Regions from separate parts of the Anas platyrhynchos genome. Here region 1 is linked to region 2. Evidence: chromatin contacts called from public Hi-C data. All regions are on one chromosome and are shown on one strand. Each heading gives the region's core, a stretch centred on a gene start, on an enhancer-like site or on the middle of the called end of the contact. The rest is flanking DNA. Distances are from core to core; before and after follow the strand shown.

Region 1 (6,276 bases), core at 2,624-5,123, 490 kb before region 2:
AAGAAGGGTAGATTTGTTCCTCCAGCCCTTCTCGACCCCTTCTCTAAACCACCTGTACTAATTATGGCCAGTCTTGCAGAAGTAGTGTAGTAGTAGAAGTAGTGTAGTTCGTTTTTAAAGGTGAAGCTGTGCAAAGAAGAATACAGGGAAAGCCATAGAGAAGAGAGAAGAGCAGTGGCCAAGAGACATACACATTCATGCAGCGGAGGAGCTCTGTTAAACATCAGCAGGAATCTGAGATACATCCTACCGCAACACCATCCTCTGCAGTAAGTACAAAGAATGATCTCAGACGGCTAAATGTGATCAGGCCATCTTCTAGTCCAACAGGAGTTATTTTCTCCACATCCATATTTCACTTTGATTCATACCCGCTCTACGAGCTAGTGTAAGCCACGTGTCAATACGCATGCTATCATCCAAATTCCTCTGCTTTCCCCCTCTCTCAGACTGGTGTACCAGAGTGCCAGATTTACTGTTAGAAAAATCCCAGCACGACTACATTATTACTTTAATTAATCAAGCCCTACCATATGATCAGGGCATCTGGGAATAATACTACTATCAATCCTGTAGGAAGGCCGTGCACATAGGATAGAGGATTTACATATGTCAGAAATGCATTTCCTTTGCAGCCCTTCAATTTGGTCGCAGGGAAGCACTTAGATTATCTTGAAGAGAATATTCTAATGGAAAGCTATCGTCTAGCTCTAGACCTGTCTGTGATAAATGGTAGATAAATCAACTCAAGTATTTACTTTGCACTTCTGGAGAAGTTAATGTTTCGGCCCTCAGTCTCCATTTATGCTGGCTATAGTTCAGAAGTCAAAGCCCCCAAAAAACTCTAAACACCTTCTTGAAAACAAATTTATCGTACAAATTTCCAGGATGTTTCTAGAAGTAAAACCTACGCTTTTATTCAAAAGGAAGATATGCTACTGAAGCACCAAATACTTGATCGACATTTTATATATTTAGAAATAATATATGCTCATTTACATATATTTTTTCCTAAGATGCACAAAGCAATAGGGGAGAAAGGGGCTATAATTGTACACTTTTGCTGTTTTGACAATTAGAACAATTCAGTTTCTATTACCAGAGCACTATTATTATAGGCCATGCTTGCTATAAAACCTTCATACTAAATCTCTGTGCACCTTATGAATTTCACTACATCTTTATATTAAAAAAAAAAAAAAAGAAAGAGAAGAAAAATTCAGAGATTCCTTTAGTAATAACAGCAAATAGTTCCAGCTTTCCACAGCTGCAGAAATTTGCTGTCCCTAGAGGTTTGCCATGGTACAACTCTTGCTTCCAATCAAAACAGTGACATAGTGGCCATGATTTACAGCCTACGGGGGCTTGATTAGGGAACAGCACACTACTGAACAAATATTAAACAGCCAGACAGAATTTTTAATGTGCAGTGCTTTCTATCTTCACACCACCTCCTCCTGCTCCCCTCAGCCCCCCCAAAAGCCTCAAACAATTTCCTGCCTGACAGCTAAGGGAAATGGGTGCCAGTATTTCAGAGTTCTCTTCCTTTGCTGTTGAGGTTACAATCAACAATTTTCACCCATAACTGAGACTGGCTCGTTAAATAACTTTATCTTTACCATTTTAAATTAAAACTATCTGCACTGTTACGGTTACAGTAGTGCAACAGTTGCACTGTAACAAGGACCAATAATGATAAGGTTTGGCATCAGACTAAAAAGGGTTCTCAGGTAAATTGCAGTTCTCCTTACTGAATTACAGAGATATAAATACTGAGAAGAAAAATGAAAAAGAAGATAATTTATTTTTAAAACAGCCATTTGATATAGGAAAAGAAACATTTGTTTTTCTATGCTCAAGCAAAAAGTCTTGGCAGACTCTGTCTTTTTATTAGCATCATGAATAATGACTACCATGTGATGCCTTGTTGTTGTTCACATTAAATTTGCCTAAGCAGAATGAAATTGGAAGCTATGTACAAGAATTTTCAAGAATTTTGATTTTATGGGAAACCAAGGCTTAAAACAGTCTACAGTATAATATGAAATTACTCACAATAGGCTGGCAATGTTTCGAAATTTAATTAGTTGCCAAGCTCATTTCTTGGCACTGAGGTTTTGCTAAAGTCTAGCAACTTCATTCTGAGAAAGTTCCATCTACTGTGTAGGATCTGATTAGCAAGAAAGTGATTCCAGTTCTTCAAACCAAAATTAAGGTAGAGGAGTGCAAGGAGCACGTGTTCAGAGTTTACTGATTTTTTTCCTTTTACTGCCTATTTGACTGGGAGAGTGGAAAGACACAGCAGCAGTTCGAGGGTCTGAGCTTCTGAAAATGCCTTACTTTGTATGCACGGTGATTTTTGTTTCCATGTTTAAAATGCTGGTAACTATGAAAAAAAAAAGAAAACCGCAATGATGCTGTAGTGATTCACCACTTGACAGAGATCTCAAGCCACAAATACAAACTGTACATGAAAATTTTATGAGTTACAGGGTCTATCAGTGTAATATTTGCAAATGTTGCTATTCCTTATTCTGCAAACTGCAGGGACGTATCTGGTGAGGGAAGAAAAAAGAGCAATACTCCAACTCCTAGCTGTAATTCTAGTTCTAAATATATGTCTCAAAACTATTATTATCACACACGTTACATATTAAGTAAAATGCCTGAGGCTATTTGTCTGTCTACATTTAATCTGAGTCTATTTTTCCTCCTAAAAAACTAGTTTCTGAACAGTCATCTTTTCCACCTCCTTTTCTCTGGAAGCAGAACCCAGTTCTGCAGAACTATTTCATTTTATGCAATTTGCAGTCTTTGCAGTTGTCGGAGAAGAAGCTGTTTACTTCCAACACGGTTATACAGTAAAAACGCATCTGCATTTATGGAGTTAATAGCCTTCTTATTAATTTTACTCAGCCTCTTTTTTTTTTTTTTTTTTTTAATAGAAACCTAATGAAAACCATGTTTATGTGCTCAAAGGCACAGAGGAAATTCATTACTCTGAGGAATAACACACTCCACAAGTGAAATGAAAGTAATCTTATTTATGACAGGAAGAGGCCTTCACGAGACTGCACTCCACCACACTTGGCCTGATCCTGGCTGCACGAAAGAAGCTGCAAAGTCAGGAACCGACTTCATACACGAGCCTCATCTCGGCAATAAACACATTTGCAGTTGAGTCCTGCAAACATTCAGGATCTGCTGAAGAGGAAGCGTCCAGCATTTACGACAAACACGCTACGAGAAGAACGCGACGATGAGACGGGGGCACTGGGGATTCACCCCTTCCCTGCTCCTCAGGCCCCGCGCGTCCCCTCAGGGCGACGCAGGCCTCATCCCGCAGCCAGCTGCTTCCCCATGGCACTTGGAGGCATCGGTGCGAGTAACCGAGATGGCCACGGTTGTGTCCATCTGGCTGTGAGGAGAAAAGCCTGTAAATACCCTCCGACAGAAGGTGTTTTTCTGTCCCACCCGCCTAGCCCGGCACACGTCTGTGCACACGTGTGTGTCTTTGCCTGACAGGGGGTTGCTGCATCCATCCCTGAGCAAGACCGAGTCTTAATTCTTAAACAAAACTAAACCAAATGGAAGAACGTTTCTTAGTGCTGTGAAAGCCAAACCTGATGTTCATCTCATTTCTGGAGGCTTCTAAAGAGTGCTTTCATTACGGGAAGCTGTGATGTGTGACAAGCTCGATGCCTCCACATGCGTTTGCAAGTTGTGACCCAAACTCATGTCCCACATTCCTTGGGTTTCCTCCCCAAGTTGCCTGAAGTACAAAGGGAAGGGGAAACATCAGCTGTGCTACAGCTTCCATCTAGCAGTGATGCCTTTTGCCCACAAGAAGGCACTGTGTGCTAAGAAATAGAAGCACGATGATATTTTGGGAGGTATTTGCCAGCTTTTTCACTCTTGCTGGCTTTTGCTACGGGCCCAGCACAAGACGTGTGGGTTTATCTAACGTCATGAAGGACAGCTGCCTTTGTCTGACTGCAGATGTTTGGCCAGTTGAAGTTGAGAAGCTTGACCACTGCATGAGATAAGCTTTTTAGCCTTGCACAAGGAATTAACTGATATTCTTGTTTATCTTCTCTCAGAAAGCGACTTTCACACTGGAACAAGCTGGACAAATTAGAAGGTTTAGTTAAAGAAAAACATATTTAGCTATTCCTTTGCTATATTCCCTTTGGAATTGCTGTATATTTTGCACAGGAGGTTCACTTTTTCTTCTTGTGATCTAAAGTCCTCATCTGCTTGATCCCACAACAAAACAATTAATCTTTTGTTTACCACATTACAGTCAGTTGTCATGGAAATCAATACAATGTCCAAAATTAGTCATACGAACATTTCTGGATCATGTATGAAGACAACAGAGTGATATAGGTGGAGTATGTCTATTAAAAATAGACTTGGTACACAGTGAGTGCATCAGAAAAAGGTATTTTGGAAGAATGTAAAACCTTTAAAAAAGGCTAAAATAATAAAAAAAAGGCAGCTTAGTCTCAGTCTGACACATTTAAATATACCTCCCAACAGGCAAGTCTGTCTTTAAATCATACAGTCTTTCATTTGCCCAGAAGATTGATCAATCTTTTGTCTAGATTTGAAGCTGTCGGCCAGGAGAGCAGAACTGAGACTCTCCCCTTCCCTCGGTGAATGATCTATTTGCTGATGGAGATGAGCAAGGGAGTGGACAATCTCAGCAGTGCTTTTCTACAGCCATATTTTATTCTCCCCTTAACATGAACACAGAAAATCAGGAGCAGCTGCACTGAAGACATGTAATGCTATTCTCTATGATGTTGACATGTCTCAAATTGTTGGGAAGTGCCCTGCGTGGGCCCAAATTCTGCACAGTGACACAGCTGAAGGCCAGCATGGAGCAATGGTGGTAACAAATGGGACCACTACAGATTTGCAAGATCTCCTTTTGGGTAGTGTATATGTGCCGAGGCTGCTACAGGACTCTGGATAAAACACTGTCTGAGCCTCATGAGCAATATGATGGATAGTGCCAGACACCCATTTGGGTTGGGGGAGCTGCCAGACTAGCTCCATACGGCCCAAAGATGTTGTACAGAGAGATCTGTCGACATTATCAGAATTGAATTAAGTTGAACTGGCAATAACAACAGAGATAGTATATGGAACCACTTGCTTTCTAGCTGCTGCCTCCTCTCCCAAATTAAATTAACCACTCCCCTTCCCCAGCAGAAAGCTGCCTGCCCACGGCTCACACATCCTGCCTGCTCCTGGCTCGCAGGCACAGAGGTGACCCCATTTTCTGCCTTCCACACTCATCACACCCACCCGAGCAGGCTTGTATCACAAAGCATAACCGATGCCAGTGCTCCACGCTCAGAAGGGATAACATGGGGACGCAGTTTATAATAAACATGTCTGAACCCTTTCAAGGGGGTTTCAAAATGCTATTTGACAACATTTGCAATGCCTAAGTGCTCACCCTTACACATGCAACACGCTGATGTAAAGCATCTCAAAACATTAAAGATGAAGAACAGATCAGTGAAAATGTCATCGTTAGGATCCACATCCTGCAGACAGATAAGATCCACATTTAGCAGTCCCATAACCTAACCAATGTACAGAGAGAACAGCGGGGCAAATGTCCCCTGCAACACAGGATGCCAGTTAGAGTGGTAATTCCCCACCAACCATTTTCTTTCAAGGAAGAGAAGTCTAGATTTACTCAGAAATATTCCTGAGATATCTGAGGATGTCTGCTTGTTTTTTTTTTTTTTTTTTTTTTTTTTTTTAATTATTATTATTACTATATTCAGTTACATGAGAAAATTTGTAGGGAACAGGTATCTGAAAAGCAGTATTCCCCTATAGCATTTGCAACTGGAGCTTTGCGGACAACCACTTTCGAGAACTGCCTCTGAACACAAATTTTATTTTACCACTCGGGCACCGACCTTGTATCTGGACTCTACACTGGAGCAGGGCCACTGCTTGTAAAACCTGTGTAGCTTTAATTCACCAAGGTACTACTTCTTGGCAGAAAGAGTATAATTTATCTTCACTTTGATGGGTTTCTGTGTTAACTCATCAAAATTAACCACCAGGGCACCTGGACGCTGCCCAATTTTAAGCACACAATGAGACGCCTAGACTGAATGAGCTGTGCGCATATTAAACTGGATTTAAATATGCCAAGCTATAATAATGTAGTAACACAGTAAATCAGATATGATGAAGAAACTGAAGCTACACGAAGACAAATGTGAGGCTGGCTTCTTTCATCCA
Region 2 (6,144 bases), core at 614-3,113:
CGCGGGCTTACGGGGAGGGCGGCTGCTAATTATTATTTTTTTGGGGGGGAATCTGTGTAAAGAGCGCTCCTCCGGTGCAGGGGGGGAGCCGTGTGCCCCCGGTGGCTGGCGCTGCCCGGCCGCTCCTCCCGCGGGCTGCGGTGCCCTCTAGCGTCCCGCCCGCTGCCCCCGCAGCCTCCGCTCCCGGCCCATTACTCCACCCCTAAACCGGGTTAGGACCGGAGCAGCCTGTTTGTGCTGCCCCAATCCCCCCAAAAAAAGAAGAAAAAAAAAAAAGCAGGGAAAACAAAGCTTTTTTTTTTTTTTTTTTTTTTTTTTTTTTTTTTTTTGATCCACCGCAAAGAATAAGGCTGCCACGCTTGTTCTGGCATCTTTGAGCGTCAAGAGCCAAATGTGACGGTGAAAACAAAACAATCCGACGTCGAAGCAGCAGAGGCCTCAGAGGGAACCCGACGGGCACGGGGCACTGCCTTAAACCACCCCGGGGTGAATGAAAATAAAGGGAGGGGAGGGGAGGCTGGCGGCGGGGAGCAGCCGTCCATTTCTTTTGTCTGCCTCCCTGCTCGCCCACCGACACGGGATCCCTGCTACTCGGGGACAGCCGATGTTGGACAAACAGAACGAAGGAGTTGTGGAAAAAGGGGAAATTCCAAAAATCCCCGCCGTGGCTGTAAACGCGACACGTCTGCAAGGGCCGAGCATCTCCCTCGGCGGGGCTGGGCTCGGTGGAGCCCGATTGTGCCCCCCGTCTGTCCCCGTCTGTCCCGCTGCTGTGTTCTCCTCCCTCCGCGACAGACGGGGGCACAGATTTACAGACATAAGCAAGGAGAACCCGCTCGGTTTTCTCCCTCTCTCGGGGTTTGTCGGGGTTCTGCTCCTGGCCGGCGTTGCCCTTCTCGATGCTAGGGTTGTGGCTTAGGCCGGTGTTTTGCTCGGGGAACGGCCGGGCCCGAGAGCTATGCATTGAATGGATATTTAGAAAAATAAATTAAAAAAATAAATTAAAATCTTAGAAAAATAGAAAAATACTAATGAGCGGAGAGGTGTGCATCCAGGGGTGTCGCGGTCCTCCTGAGCGGCGCTGTGCCTACGGGAGAGCTCAGCCGGCACCGGGCATCCCTAAAACGTGGCTGACGGCTCTCAGCCCCATCCCTGCCTTCCCTCCCAGCCCAAAATCTCAGCTCCCAGCCCCCCCCGCAAGCTCCCGGGGCCGGAGCGAGCCGCCCCGTCGGTGCCCGCCGCCCGGAGGCTGTGGGCGCTACAGAACCGGGGAGGGAGCCGGGACCGCGACCGCCCCCCCGGGGGTGTTGGGGGGTGTTGGAGGGCGTTGGGGGGCTGCAGATTGGAAGAGTAAACAGGCGGCAGAGGCTCCAGCCCGGGTTGTTTAAGACGTGCGGCTTCCATCTGTTGCCACATAAACATGCAGGATGCCTTATGCTGCAGCACTTCGGGGGAGGGGAGAGGGGCTGGGAGGGGAGGGGGCTGCCGTGGTGTAAATCCCCCCACCCCCCGCCTGTCCTCTCGCTAACCCCAAGCCCCTGGACAGGACCCCCCTGCGCCACACGGGGCGGGGGCAGCGCTCGGGAGCTGTCCCGGAGGGGTTATTTCAAACACCCCCTAGGCACCGCCGGCACCGGGAGGGGGGGACCGGCCCCGAGAAGGTTCCCGGGCTCCTCCCGCGGGCAGGGGGCCCCTCGTCTCCTGCCGTCGGGGCGGGGAAGGGGGAGCCACGTCGGGGAAAGCGGCCCCGCTGCCCCCGGCCCGGCCCCGCAGGAGCCGCCGGGGTCCCCGCCCGCAGCTTTTTGCCCGTCCCGACTCCGTGATTTGGTTTTATTCTGTGCTCGTTTTTGTGAGATCCCACGTGGAAGCCGTTAACGAATGCTCGATAATGATCACGACGAAGGCATTATTCAAATGAGGCAGGTAATTGCAAACAGAGAGCGCCTTCTCCCCTTCCTTTTGCTCTTTTCCTTGAGCGGGCGCCACGGCTGATGCTGGCGGTCCCTCGCCAGGCATCACCTCCATCCTTAAACCCGTCAAAGCAGGCTCCTGGGTGCCAGCCCGAGCCCTGCACGGCCTCAAGCTCACGCATTTTCGGCTCCCGCACATCTTCGCGGAGCTGAACCCTGCCCGGAGCCCTCCCGCCCCGTCGGGGCTCGTCCTGCACAACCTCGGGGGGGCCGGGCTGCTGCCTGTGCTCGCCCCCCAGGTGGAGAACACCCGGGTGTAGTCATTTTTTTTTTTATTATTATTATTTTTTTCCTCATTGTGCTTTTGACTCACTCGCAGCCTGTTGTTTATTCACAAGCATTACGGTATCCTGTTAGCATTCCGACCAGGGATCTGACTCCACTGGTTTCCTGCAGGAACATGTGGAAGCAATAGCGGGGTTGTGCACTCACCCGAGCTGAGGATGCACTAGAGGAGAGCGTGCAAAAAGGCTGGGGACCCTGCGAGCCTCGCCACAGGGCCCTCAGCCTGAGCACGCTGTTCTTCTCCTGCCTGCCCCCACTCCCTTCGGGGCATCTTCGCTCCGGAGGCTTAGCTCTCCTTGGTTTGGGGAGGGAGAAAAAACCACCGCATCCTGCTTGACTTTGAGGACAAAACTTTTGTTTGGCGCTAAACGGAAAAAAATAATAATAAAGACGAGAAAAAAAAAAATAAAAAGAGGGAGGCGGGCCAGAGCGGGAAGGGAGGAAGCGGGGAGAAGCCCGGGGGCTCGGCTCCGAGGCCGGAGCCCTCCCGGGAGGCAGGGGCCTCCGTCCCCGCTCGGTTCCTGGGGCTGCACTGCCCCCTCTCCCGCGGCCGCAGCATCGCCCCGCTCGCCGGGCTCGGCTCCGGGACCCCGCAGCGAGGCGACGGGGGCAGCCCCCGCCACCTCCCCGGCCACCGCTGGGCGCCACGGCGAGGCGGAGGTCCCCGGCTAAAGCCGTCGGGGCTCCGGGCGAGCTCAGACGGGCCGTGCCGAGGGCACAGAGGATGAGAAGAGCTTCCCCGGTCCCGGCACAGCAGCAGGGTTTGGGGCGGCCGGCTCCCGGCGACGGCTGCCTTTCGTTGTGGCTTTCATTCATAAAGCCGAGCGGTGCGGCTCTGCCCCTCTCGCCCGCTGCCTCCTGCTTCTGGCTGCCTCGCAGCCCTCCGTGCTGCTCTGCGTCCCCTGCCCGCGCTCAGGAGCGCACAAAGGACACGAGGAAGCCGCCAATTCGTTTCCAGCTCCATCTCCCCGTCCGTAACCCCACACCGTGACCCACCGTCCTGGAGGGGCTGAGGGAGGAGGCTCATTCACGAAATTGGGAGCCCTCTGACTTTTCACCAAAGTTTTTTTTTTTTTTTCCCTTTATATTTTTTTTTCCTTCCCCCCGCAGTGCAAAACTCTCCGATTCCCCCCTTTTCCTCCCCCCCTGCCATATGGCCAGCCTCCCCCTCCCCTGCGAGGCTGCCGAAATCTGGAGGCTGAGACTGGCCCCCCTGCCTCCGTAAGAGCCTCCCTCCTGCGCCCGCCTCCGGCCGCGGGGCTGGGGGCGCCGGGCGAGCCAGGGCGGCTCTTATTGCGAAGGGGCCGGAGGGGGGCTTCATTTCCTGACAGCTATTTACTTAAAGCAAATGATTAGTTTTGGAAGGATGGACTATAACATTGAATCAATTACGGGGCGCGGGTTGTGAGCCCGCTGCAGTCGGGGCTGGAGGGAGGGCGAGCGGGAGGGAAGGAGCGCGGCTGAGCGGGGAAAGTCACAAAAGACGTGGACATATTTTGGATATTTTACGATCTGCGGGACTATAGCTGCGGATTGGAGAGGAGAAGGTAAGAGGTGAGGGGCACTTTCCCCGTTTTTTTTCCTTCCTTTTCCCCCGTTTCTATTTCCCATTTTTCACAATTTTTTTCTTTTCCCATTTTTTTTTTTAATTTTTCCCTCCCTTTATCCATTTGTTGGTATTTCTTTTCTTTTTCTTTCTTTTTTTTTTTTTTTTTTTCCTCGGCTGAGCCGCTCCGGGGGCGCCTTCCCGCGGGGGTGCCGGGGGCTGGCGGCCCCCGGGGGCGGCGGGGAGCTGGGACCGGGCTCTCCGCGGGCCGTCGGGGCGCGGCGGCGGCGGCGGCGGCGGCGGGGAGCAGCTCGGGCAGCGCTAATGACAAACACATTGGGACCGCGGGGGCCACCGGGCCGCATTCCTGCCCCGCCGGGGCTCCGAGGGCAGCGCCGGTGCCCGCCCGGAGGGCGCAGGGGGGACGCGCAGCGAGGATGGGAAGCAGGGCAGGGTGGCACCCGGCGGCTCCCCCTCTTCTCGCATCCCCACCTTCTGCCCTCGCTTCTTTCACCCCGCCGCTCTCCGCTCCCTTCCCCCACCCTTTGTTTTTCGCCACCTTCCCTTTTTCAGGTCCCCTTCCCCACCTTATCACCCCCCCCGGGAGCCCAGGCGGGACACGCACGACCCCCGCTTTGCGCGGGCGACCCCATCTCCATCCCTGCGCGCCCCCCCCCTCCCCGCTCTTTTGCTTTATTTCCACGTCTCAGCGGAAAGAGAAGATGCTTGAACTCGGGCAGGACTGGTACCTGGAGCCTCTCCAGCTTACAGCCCCCTTCTCGCACCGGGAGCGCCGCCCGCCCCGCCGGACGGCTGGAGCCCGCCGCCTCGCCCCCCGGAGGTGGGGGCTGAAGTCTTCGCGGCCACCGTTTGGATTTGGTCAAGAGCGGAGGCTGCAAACTCGCCAGCCTCTGCCAGGCTGGAGTCCCCTGGAAAAGTCCTAGGAGCAAGTAGGAAATGGCTTTTTGGCTGGCTGCGGCATTGCTCAACATTTTTGGACGGGGACCCAGCGGCCCAGGAGCCGTTCCAGAGAACAGGACTTGGACAGCTTTTTTCTGTGCGAGCAGCGGCGGATCCAGCGAGGCAGCAGCAGCCGCCCCCGGGGGCTTGCCCACGTCCCGACGGGCTGCGGGGGCCGCTGCCCCGGCCCCCTCCCTCGCCGGGGGCACGCACCCAGCGCCCCTCGACGGCAGTTCGGCATCTCGCAAACGCTCCGGCTTCCCGGCGAGCCTCCGGGACCCGAAACCACACGCCCAGGGTATTTGGGACAGACGGAGCCGTCCCCGGGGCTGCGGGCACGTCGCTGTCACAGCCCCGGATGGGGCACAGCTCCTGTCCCCCCGCGGGTGGCCGCCCCCTCGGGGGGCACAGAGCGCTCCGTGCCTCGCCCGGCGGAGCGGGCAGGAGAAGAAGCCCGGAGCTCACGTCGGGGAGCAGCCCTGGAGAGAAACACGGCTCTGCTTTGCCCCATCCCCTCCCATCCCGCTTTTTTTTTTTTTTTTTTTTTTTTTCTAGTTACCTCGCGTTTAAAAAAAAAAATGCTCCAGCTTGGCAAAGGCTTTTCTATTGTTTCCTAGACAAACAGCGGAGTGGCTGGGAGCTGCCGTCTCTGCTAGGTTTGCTCGGTGTCCCGGGCAGCCTCTGATCCGCAGCGCTTCTAACAGACGTAAACCGAGCTGGGGGGGGCTTCGGGGTCGCCCCTCTTCCTTCTCCCTGGGGGCCACCCACTCAGGCATCCTGCAGCAGGGAGGAAAACCCCAAAGATGGGGGTTGGAGAGTGGCTCCCGCTCCATCCCCACCCACGCCCCGTCTGGTTATGGGGTCCCCACTACATCCCCGACGGGGTCCCCGCTGTGCCTCCTTTTGCTAACGCTCCCCCGCTGTTTTTTGCTGCCTGGGGGAGAGCTGAGGCGGGGGCAGCCAGCAGGGGGATGCCGGGGGTGCTGCCCTCAGCATCTCCCAGGGCTGGGGCAGGGCCCAGCCGGGGGCCCAGCTAGGCTGCATTAACTCAGTGTTCCTGGACGGGGCCAGAGACAGGATCAAAGCAAGGAGAGAGGCGTCAAAGGTCCCTCCGCCATCAGCGGCTCAAACTCTGAGCTGTGGATATCTGCCTTTTACTTCTAGAAGAGATAGAGGAAGATCTCGCAGCAAGGCTCTTCATTTTCAGTTTCCACTTAACAAAGAGCATTGTGAAGCCCTCGGCTAAACAGCAGTTTAGCCAACCTCAAAGCTTGGGGGAAAAAAAAAAAGTTTGAAGAAAAATGAGACCGCACAAAGCACTGGGACATAGGAGTCTGCAAGCAAAGCAGCTCTCCCAGCCTGCAGGCGGTCTCCTGCTGCCTA

Evidence for each region. A called contact is a pair of places that touch in the nucleus more often than the background predicts.
Region 1: a Hi-C map of subcutaneous adipose tissue shows a contact between it and region 2, with 2.3 times the contacts expected there. The contact joins the enhancer-like site here to the promoter of PDGFRA in region 2. A contact is called at or near these places in 5 of 8 Hi-C or Micro-C datasets (F1 follicle, liver, skeletal muscle and 1 more).

What each region holds. Positions count from the first base shown.
Region 1 is chr4:52,283,413-52,289,688 of IASCAAS_PekinDuck_T2T, reverse strand. The region is part of intron 5 of SCFD2 (sec1 family domain containing 2); the gene reads right to left. Among named protein-coding and RNA genes, the nearest start is that of RASL11B, 56 kb to the left of the region's middle. Within about 2 kb of position 3,873, at least 3 of the 8 cell types and tissues checked have an H3K27ac peak or open chromatin away from gene starts, as enhancers often do. A contact at or near this core is called in subcutaneous adipose tissue, where this site is marked.
Region 2 is chr4:51,793,397-51,799,540 of IASCAAS_PekinDuck_T2T, reverse strand. PDGFRA (platelet derived growth factor receptor alpha) reads left to right here and starts at 1,863. Exons shown (of 23, transcript XM_021267644.4): 1 at 1,863-1,923. The coding sequence starts at 1,879.